Linked DNA regions of Sus scrofa: region 1 is linked to region 2. Evidence: chromatin contacts called from public HiChIP or PLAC-seq data. All regions are on one chromosome and are shown on one strand. Each heading gives the region's core, a stretch centred on a gene start, on an enhancer-like site or on the middle of the called end of the contact. The rest is flanking DNA. Distances are from core to core; before and after follow the strand shown. Region 1 holds the start of BCL10 (B-cell CLL/lymphoma 10). Region 2 holds the start of SH3GLB1 (SH3 domain containing GRB2 like, endophilin B1).

What was found. HiChIP or PLAC-seq counts read pairs in DNA pulled down with a chosen protein or histone mark.
Region 1: a contact with region 2 is called in an H3K27ac HiChIP or PLAC-seq map of alveolar macrophages. The contact joins the promoter of BCL10 here to the promoter of SH3GLB1 in region 2. A contact is called at or near these places in 1 of 47 Hi-C or Micro-C datasets (embryonic fibroblasts) and 1 of 2 datasets of contacts at active chromatin or transcription factors (alveolar macrophages).

What each region holds. Positions count from the first base shown.
Region 1 is chr4:130,644,041-130,648,756 of Sscrofa11.1, forward strand. BCL10 (B-cell CLL/lymphoma 10) reads left to right here and starts at 1,387. Exons shown (of 3, transcript NM_001103213.2): 1 at 1,387-1,458. The coding sequence starts at 1,402.
Region 2 is chr4:129,393,453-129,397,865 of Sscrofa11.1, forward strand. It overlaps SH3GLB1 (SH3 domain containing GRB2 like, endophilin B1), which reads right to left and starts at 2,019. Exons shown (of 9, transcript NM_001168421.1): 1 at 1,948-2,019. The coding sequence starts at 2,019. ODF2L (outer dense fiber protein 2-like) reads left to right here and starts at 2,599. Exons shown (of 14, transcript XR_002343752.1): 1 at 2,599-3,088.

The DNA of each region.
Region 1 (4,716 bases), core at 137-2,636, 1.2 Mb after region 2:
TTCAACAAATATTTGTGAATGAAAGAACAACTAGTTAAGTGAATTGGGTTAGAAAAAGATGACGGAAGATTAAGCAATCAGAAAAAATACTGTGTATGAATATGGACAAACACACATGATGTAATGTTAAAAGTAAGATCCCTGCCCTGTGATGGAAAAATACATTGATGCGGCCTTGACAACATTGTTGTTTTCTGGTTCTTGTTTTCCCTTCCTTTAAAGGATTCTGGATCCTCAAATTTGTCTTCCGCCCCCTGGTCCGCATTTTTATCTACCCTCTAGCTTCCAAATACCATATACTTTCTTTCTAGTTTATTTACCATGTTGTCCAAACAATCGTCTTGGGCCCTGAGCCCTTTCCGGACTTATCACCCTCGTTACTTTGGATGCACCGTTCTGAGAATCGTATCTGTTCATCAGTCTCCCCCAGAAAGATGGGAGAACTCTTACGGGACTGGGTGTCTAGAATATAGTAGGAAGGACTCAATAAATGTTTGAGCAAGAGCTGAGCACGGACTGTGGGCCCAGACCTCTAAGAACCTCACATCTGTCACGTCATTGAATTGTCACCTGTGAGAGGTAGAAGAGACACATCTTCATCCCTCAGATGAAGAAATAAGGAAATACGTTTATCATAAACAGTGACCAGAAAGTATGCAGAGGTTAAATGAGGTGTTAAAGTGATGGCATTGTAGGCGGTTTTTCTCTTTCAGAAATTCCTTCAATATGAACTGCAGTTAGGCTGTATATGAGTCTCGTGTGCGCGCGCGCGAGCGTCTGTGTGTGACCAAACCATTGTAAAACTTGCGTGGGCAAACAGCAACAGGAAATCGGTGGGCAGGGGCTGGGAGAAGGGGAGGAACACAGCAGCACCGACCAGCAGAGCTCCAGCTGCATCAGAGCCGCCCGCGCGGGCGGCGACCGCCCACAGACCGAGCCGCGCCGGCCCCGCCCACGGAAACGATCCTCTCGGGAGGCCTCCCCCCGCCCCATGCAAACGACCTGGAGGCCGTGGGCGGGGCCACCCTGGAAGGGCTCCGGCCGGGGGCGGGACCAGGCCGGCCGCGGGCTGGCTCCGATTGGCTCTCGGAGAGACGGGACGGGCTCTCCGAGGGCCGGCCTCCCAGAGGGGCGGTCCTGCGCCCCGGCCTCCGCGAGCGCGCAGGAGCCGAGCCCGGAGCTCGGCGTCTAGACGCGTAGGTCTGCGCCGCCGTCGGCCCGGAGGCAGAGCCGGAAGCGCTTGTTTGACCCTCGGTCCCCCTGTTTTCGAGGAGGTAGCCGTCCCCCCACCCTCTCCGCCTCCCCTCCCCACCCCTCCTCGGGAGGCCGAAGCCCCCAGCCTGGGCGGGGCGGCGCAGCCCGAGCGCGGACCCGGAAGGAGCGCCGTCCCCCGCCTCCGCCATGGAGCCCGCCGCGCCGTCCCTGACCGAGGAGGACCTGACCGAAGTGAAGAAGGACGTGAGTAGCACGGCCGGGCCCGGGCGGGCGGGCGGGGCGGGCTGCGTGCCTGCGGGCGACGGGAGCGGAAACCCGGCGGCCCGGCCCGGCCCGGCCCGCAGCTGGGGAGCAGCGCGCGGTGGGAGAAGCGGCAGGTCCGGGCGCCGCGGGAGCCGAGCCGGCATCGCGGGGACCTGGTGGAAGCGGTCCGACCCCTGGTGACCTGTGAACTCGCGTGTTAAATCAATCAAAGCGGGGCTTGGGTTTCTGGAACCTTGTTGGGTGGAGCGCTCCTTCACAGCCTCCGGCCCACTCCCCACCCATCCTCTGGCGCTTCCAGGGGTGGAGCTACGTTGTCGGAAGTCGGCGACTCAAGCTCGTCCTTGAGTCTGAGCCTTGGCTGCTGGCTCTCTCAGCCTGGAGCAAAAGCTGGACCAGGTAAAGCATCCCAAGCAGTGGAGCAAATATGTGAAACTTTGGCAGCGGGGGTTGAGGGAAGCTCAGCAGCTGAAAGCACGAGTCGGAATTCCCCTAGAAAGCAAACGCCCACGTATTTAAATCGGAGGGGCGAGGGGGAGGGGACGGGGGCCGGGGCCCGAAGGCCGAGAATTTATTTACAGGTGAACGCTGGAAACATTCGGTAGCTGCGTTATGCTCCGCTGCTTGGATGCTGCAGAAATGTACAAATCTTAATATTTATTCACCAAGAGTGACTTGTTTCTCTTACCCTTTGCTCTTAGTTGTTTGTTTTGCTTTGTGAGACTTGTATGAGTACCATTAAAATACTTTGTATTAATTCACATTTTAAAAATCAACATGAACTGTGTTCTCGCTTAGCGCCGCAGTGCTGTACAAAACCACCTTTGTGAAGTGGACAGGAAGCAGCTTTTTAAATGTTCCTGTGCTTCCTTTTCCCTCACCTGTGAGGTTTATCACACTGTACCCATAATGCAGAGTCGGTGTGACTCATTAGCAGAAGGACTCTGGTTAAGAGTAGGGCTTGTGCCTTAATTTCCTCCTTCAGCAGATAATTCTGGGGCGCTCACTAGATGGAAAGCACTGTTCCTCGGCCTGGAAAGATACCCAAAAATGACAGGTCCCTGCTTCCCATTCCCGTCAGAACTCGGATGTTGGTAACTACTAAAGAATGAGTGTTGTGCTGTTCAGGATTTGTGCCAGTAAAAGCATGAACTTCAGGAGGCAGGTGCTGCATCGCACGGTTTACAGTGTTCTAGCGTCATCTGTACACCAGCCTCTGAGGGGGATCGCTGTCTTTTCCATTTTACAGTTGACAAAACAGGTAGTGAGAGGTTGCAAGTGGGAGGTTCCAAAACCCGCACACAAACACAGATGTGAAGGGTGACTGCCAGGCCTGTATTTTTTGCCGTCAGCTCATTGACATTCTCCATCTCCAAGATTTCAGTGCACAGCCAGCTCTGAAATTCATAACCTTGGGGAATCATGCACCGGTTTCAGGACAGCTGTGAAAAAAATAGAGCTGCTCATTTTTTTCTTAGAACATTTTTTCACGTGATGGAAATGGTTTATGACCTTAGAAGGTTTAAAATTATCATACATATATTTGGCCTGCCTTCTTTCCCAAATCTAAGTGCTTATTTCCAAATAGTTGCGGGAAATCCAGTTTGATATCCTTCAGATTCCTCACCTTGTCTAAGGTTGATCATTTTATCATCCCTCCCTCAAAGCTGCTTGTTGTTTCTGCTGTTTTCTCTCTTGAAGAATATACAATCATCCCTCTGTAACTATGGAGGACTGGCCGCTGATACTAAAATCCATGGATGGAGTTCCCGTCATGGCTCAGCGGTAACACACCTGACTAGTATCCATGAGGACGCAGGTTCCATCCCTTTCCTCACTCAGTGGATTAAGGATCCGGCGTTGCCGTGAGGTGTGGTGCAGGTTGCAGATGAGACTCGGATTTGGTGTTGCCGTGGTGTAGGCCAGGAGCTACAGTGCAGATTTGACCCTAGCCTGGGAACTTCCATACGCCTCAGGTGATACCCTAAAAAGGCAAAAAAAAAATCCCGTGGATGGGCAAGTCCCTGGTAAGCGCTGTCCAGTTAGTCCTCCCAGGGATCGTGCCGTGTATTTATTGGTGATGACCAGTGGGGAATCTGAAGCTAGAGAGGCTGAGGAGCTTGCCCAGCTCCCACAGGAGATCGTGGCAGATGCAGGATTTGCACTGAGGTGGGCCTGGGTCCAGAGCCGTGCTCTTAACTTCTCCACTATTCTGCCATGTGAGAAACTTTATCCTTTAAGTTGCGGTGGAACACAGTGTTTCACATTTTTTAAAAATTAACAGCATTTCAATCTTAGTAGAATTCATCTCACACTCCAGATTTCCATTTTTTTTTCTTGAGCAATGAGACGTCTGATGATGTGTGGGGAGGAATTTGAGGGCTGTGGGGAGAGAAGGAAGAGGTACAGCGAGGTGTCTTGTTAGCAGTCCAGGCAGAGTACAGGGGACCAGAACTAGGACGGTGCTAGGGCTCGGGAGGGAGAGGGGGCAGATGAGAGAAGTGTCGAGGGCGGACTGGTGGGACTTGGAGGAAGGGTGATCCAGTGTGGCAAGCGAGTGAAAGGGGAAAAGCCCAGGACGAGTTGTCGGGGTGTATCGCGCGTCTGGACGGATGGCGGCCCTCCCAGGGGAGCCGAGAGCGTCCGAGGAAAAGGATGGGGACGCAGATGCGGCTTGGGGCGTGTTGAGTTTGAAGTACTGCCGGCATCTCTAGGTGGAGAGAGTCTTGATCATAGGCATTTTCAGGAGTCATCCACGCACAGGGGTTGGAAATTGCAGCAGTTGAGCTTTTCCAAGGAGACGGTCTTTTTAAGTCTGTGTTTCTCATTTGTTATCCCCACAGCTTAAATTCTCGCACTCAGCACATCCTGGGTAAGAGAGTTCAGCAGTCTTCTCATGTCTCCTTTGACCCGTTTTTGTTTCTCCCAATCGTCTGTAAAAGTCTTCTTTTCGCCTCTTATTTATAAACCTTTGATGAGGTCCCCCCGCCACTGCATTCCTTTTATGCTTCTAGCTCAGGCTTAGCCTCGATCAATTTCCCAGGTCCTGGAGGCAGAGTCAGTTGCCTGCTCTCTGCATCCCCAGTACTTGACCTGTAACTTTTTTCCAAGTTGTATCTCATTGTCTCCTGATCATTAGCTTGAGTTGATCATGTATTCTTCAGCTAGACCATGTGTCCTTTGAATGCAGGATTCAAGTCTTGTGCGTCTTTGCATGTCTTCGGCTCAGCATGTGGCATA
Region 2 (4,413 bases), core at 769-3,268:
CTTTTCCCGCTCGACTGTAAACTCCAGGAGGGCAGAAATTTTGGCGATTTTATTTATTGCTGTATCACTACTGGCCAAAACAGCAGTAACATGCGGATGTGGAGCAGACAGTGAAGTATTTAAGACTGAAAATTATTTGATAACTAACAGAAGATAGAATTTTCAAACTTTTTCCTAGAGAATTTGAAACAGTGAATAACTGAAATTAACGTGGGAAGCACATCTTGAGAGCTGTGCCAGATTTTTTACATGAAGTTGATCAACCACTTCAATCAAACCATAATACGTATGTCCTACTTAAGCAGTGGGGATTATGTACCCGAAAACATCCAGCTTTATTTCAAAGTGGCATTACCTAGTGTCAAATCTGCATTCAGCACCAGAATCACTGAGAATTTGCACTAAAATAAACAGCTAGTGTCTTGCTCTAATTCTTCCATTCTTCTACAAGTCAAGCATCGTGCAGCGTCAACTATGCCAAAAAAAGTGGGCTAAAGGCAACTAGGAAAGCAGTAAAGTTTCACAATGACTTACATTTCAGTACCAGCCGGGTATGTTACATTAGAAAACTATTTTTGTTTTCTGTTTACAAAAGAGAATGCTGTTGCTACTGTGACTGTGCCATTAACTTAAAACGCCAGATTGTTTACACCCCGTACTGTGAAATTCACACCTGCTCACAGATTTCCCCGCGGTGGCACAGTGTGGGTGGCGCCTGCAGAAAACTGTCCCGAGTTCCCAGGACTGACACTTCCTTAATTTCTGAATACGCGAGGTACTCAACTTTCCCCCTAAAGTGTTTTCGAAAAATGTCCCTGTGACTGGAGGCGCGACAAGAACCCCACCCCCTCTCTCGCTGCCCCACTGCCTGTGCTCCCCACTTTGAAAACCAGTGGGACCCCAGCCCGCGGCCTTGGCTGAGTCCGGACGCGGGCAGCCGGGCGCAGGACTGCGGGGCGCTGTGCTGGCAGCTGTCCCGACAGAGGGTTAGGAAAGCAAACTTCCTTCTCGGACCCGGCGAGGAGCGAGCCCGGAGGACAGGGCGGGGGTGCTGCAAGGACGGCCGTCTCCCGGCCCCTCGCGGACGCGCAAGGGCTCCGCCCGCCCGGGAGGGAGCGCACCCAGGCCCCGGCCTCGGCGTCGGAGAGGCAGGAGGAGAGGTGCCGCAGCCCGGGGCCGAGCTCGAGGTGTGCTCCGGCCCGTCCCCGCTCCTCCCGAGGAAGGGGGGCTCCGGCCCGTCCCCGCTCCTCCCGAGGAAGGGGGGCTCCGGCCCGTCCCCGCTCCTCCCGAGGAAGGGGGGCTCCGGCCCGTCCCCGCTCCTCCCGAGGAAGGGGGGCTCCGGCCCGTCCCCGCTCCTCCCGAGGAAGCGGGGCTCCGGCCCGTCCCCGCTCCTCCCGAGGAAGGGGGGCTCCGGCCCGGCCCCGCTCCTCCCGAGGAAGGGGGCTCCGGCCCGGCCCCGCTCCTCCCGAGGAAGGGGGGCTCCGGCCCGTCCCCGCTCCTCCCGAGGAAGGGGGGCTCCGGCCCGTCCCCGCTCCTCCCGAGGAAGCGGGGCTCCGGCCCGTCCCCGCTCCTCCCGAGGAAGGGGGGCTCCGGCCCGGCCCCGCTCCTCCCGAGGAAGGGGGGCTCCGGCCCGTCCCCGCTCCTCCCGAGGAAGCGGGGCTCCGGCCCGGCCCCGCTCCTCCCGAGGAAGGGGGGCTCCGGCCCGGCCCCGCTCCTCCCGAGGAAGGGAGGCTCCGGCCCGGCCCCGCTCCGCGGCGCCTGCCCGAGCGGCGGTTGGGCAGGAGGGCAGGAAAACGGCCGCCGGGCGCAGAGGGTACCAGGCCGCGCCCTCAGGGGCCGCGGCCGCAGCAGGCCCGCGGGCGGTCGGAAGCCGGCACCACGGGCGCGGCCGCCTCGGCGACCCCTCCCCGCCCCCCGGGCGCCGCCGCCCTCCCCCCCGCGCGGTACCTGCACTGCGCGGCTGAGGAAGGTGCCCGCGTCGGCCGCCAGCTTCTTCACGTTGAAGTCCATGATGTTCATCCTGGGGGCAGCCGGGCGCGGCGGCCGGCGGACCTACCGGGAGGCGGCGGCGCGGCGGCCGGGCTGGGGCGCGGGGTGCGCGCGGCGGGGGCGGACGTGGTCGGAGGGAGGCGGCGCCGGCCCCGCCGCAGCTGTCGTTTCCGTGGGGGGAGGGCGGGGCGGCGGCGAGAACCGGCGCCTCGGAGCCGGCCGCGCGCCCGAGCGGCGGCGGCCGGGACGCAGGGCCTGTCCCTTCAGGGGGAGCTGCCGCGAACGCCGGCGGGGCCGCGGTGGGCTTCCAGGAGAGCGGCCGGCGTCCGCGCCGCGAGGGGCCGGGTCCCCAACGGAGGAAGCGAGCGCGGGCCGCGGGGCGGGGCCTTTACGGGGGTTATCGCGGGAACAGCGACCCCTTCAGGGCCGCGGTCGCGGGGCCGCGGGGCGGGGCCTTTACAGGGGTTATCGCGGGAACAGCGACCCCTTCAGGTCTGCGGCCGCCGAGGTTATCGCGGGAACAGCGTCCCCTTCAGGACCGCGGCCGCCGAGCCGCGGGGCGCGCCGGGAGCTGGGCGCGTTCCCCTCAGGGAGGGTGGCGTTCGCGGCGAGAAGCGCGCCGCGGGGCCGCTGCGCCGCTGCACGTTTGCAGTTTGGTCTGAGCCTCCAGAACAGAGAGAACCCCAACCCCCCGTTTTGTTTTAGGAGAAAATGGGGACGTTGTAGCGTAGAATTACAGCACCTGTGAAATGAGTCTTGTAGGTCCCGCGCCCCGCTGGTGCCTGACGCCCGGATGGCGCTCGTGGACGTTTGCAGAACAGACTTGAAGTCAAGTCCCCGCGGCGCCCGCTGTTCATTCATTCGGCATTGCTGAGCATCTGCTGGGCACCAGGACTGCAACCCGTGCTGGGGACACCTACCGCCCAGGCCTGTCCCCGCCTCAGGACGCTCTCGGGGCGGCTCTTGACCTCCAGGGACCCCAGCCCCGCCCGCGGCAGCGCTCACCTGCTGGGCTGCAGGTCCGACCCTGGGCGCCTGCTGGTGCAGAACGCGGCGCCCGGGACCCGGAGAGCCAGGCTGGACGTGGCCGTGCACGGTGGTGAGCGACACCGAGGGACCCTTAGCCGCTGGGCGAGGCGGGCTTGATAACTAATGGGGTACGATGTCAACGTTAATAACGAATGGGAATACATGTGAATTTTCATAACTAAGGAGCCCGTGACGTGGAATTTGCGCAAAAGCCCGTAATTCCAAGTATCTTGTTAAGCAGCCTCAGGACACAGCTTATGCTTGATTGAAGTTCACATGGGTACAAGCACGGAGGGAGGGGAGACTAGAATTTCAAGTATAAGAAAAGGCTCCATGCATTTGTTGTGTTGCCCTTTTATTACTTTAGGGCTGGGAAAGTGACAGCAGGCCCGGTGGGCGGTGACATGAGCTCACATTCATGCTTCTGAGTTTTACTGAAACAGCAGCCATAGCAGCGGTGGCTGTTAAAGGCACAAAGATTAGAGCCTAAGCATATTATAAGGAATAGCAAATAACATACAAATATTTATGTTCTTTGTGGTGGTGACAGAAACAGCCTTTTTCCCCCCAAGGCAACTACAAAAGAATGAATCTTACTCCATGTGTATCTTAACTTATTTTTCCAGAAATATGGAGAAGGAAATATATAATCAGGATTCTTGGCTTTCATTTATTGTTCATTTTGTATTTTTATGTAGAAAACACTTTATCTCTTTCCAGATGTTTGTCTTCACAATAAGTATATTCACAAGTATATCATAATCCATGTCCATTTCTGCAAAAAGATCATGACACTGCATTCACCATTAGAGGAAAAAACTCTGGATCCTCTTCCTCAAACTTGTAGATCTGCTGACTTGAGGAAGAAATATCTTCACTTATTCCTGTTCAGCCCTAGTTTCTCTAGTTTCACTGACACGTTCCGGAGACCAGTGTATCCTCTCTGTTTCCTCACTGTTCTTACCGTCTTGGAATTTCCTGCCGAATGTGCCCTTGACTTCCGCTTCTACAACTGTGCCTAAACAGCATTCCCGAGGTTGCCAGTTATTTCCTGGTAAATCAAACAGCCTTTTCGGCAACTTCCGCAGTGACTCTCTCCAGCCCCTTTCCAACAACACGCCCCTCCAAGGCCTTGTCCTGTCTTGGTTTTCCCGCTGCCTCCTGGACTTGTGCAGCCTATTTGGCTGGGACCTCTGATGGCTTCACAGTAGGGGTTCCTGAACATGGAGTTTAGCACTTATTTTTTGCTGTTCTCTTTAATTTCTTAATCGTGACTTCAGTTACACTTCTTTCATTCGTTCGTTTAGTAACTATTTTTTGAATGTCTCCTATATGCCGCATACACAGCATTGATATGACTAGAAACATATCAGGCAACCAGACAGCCCGCCCTTG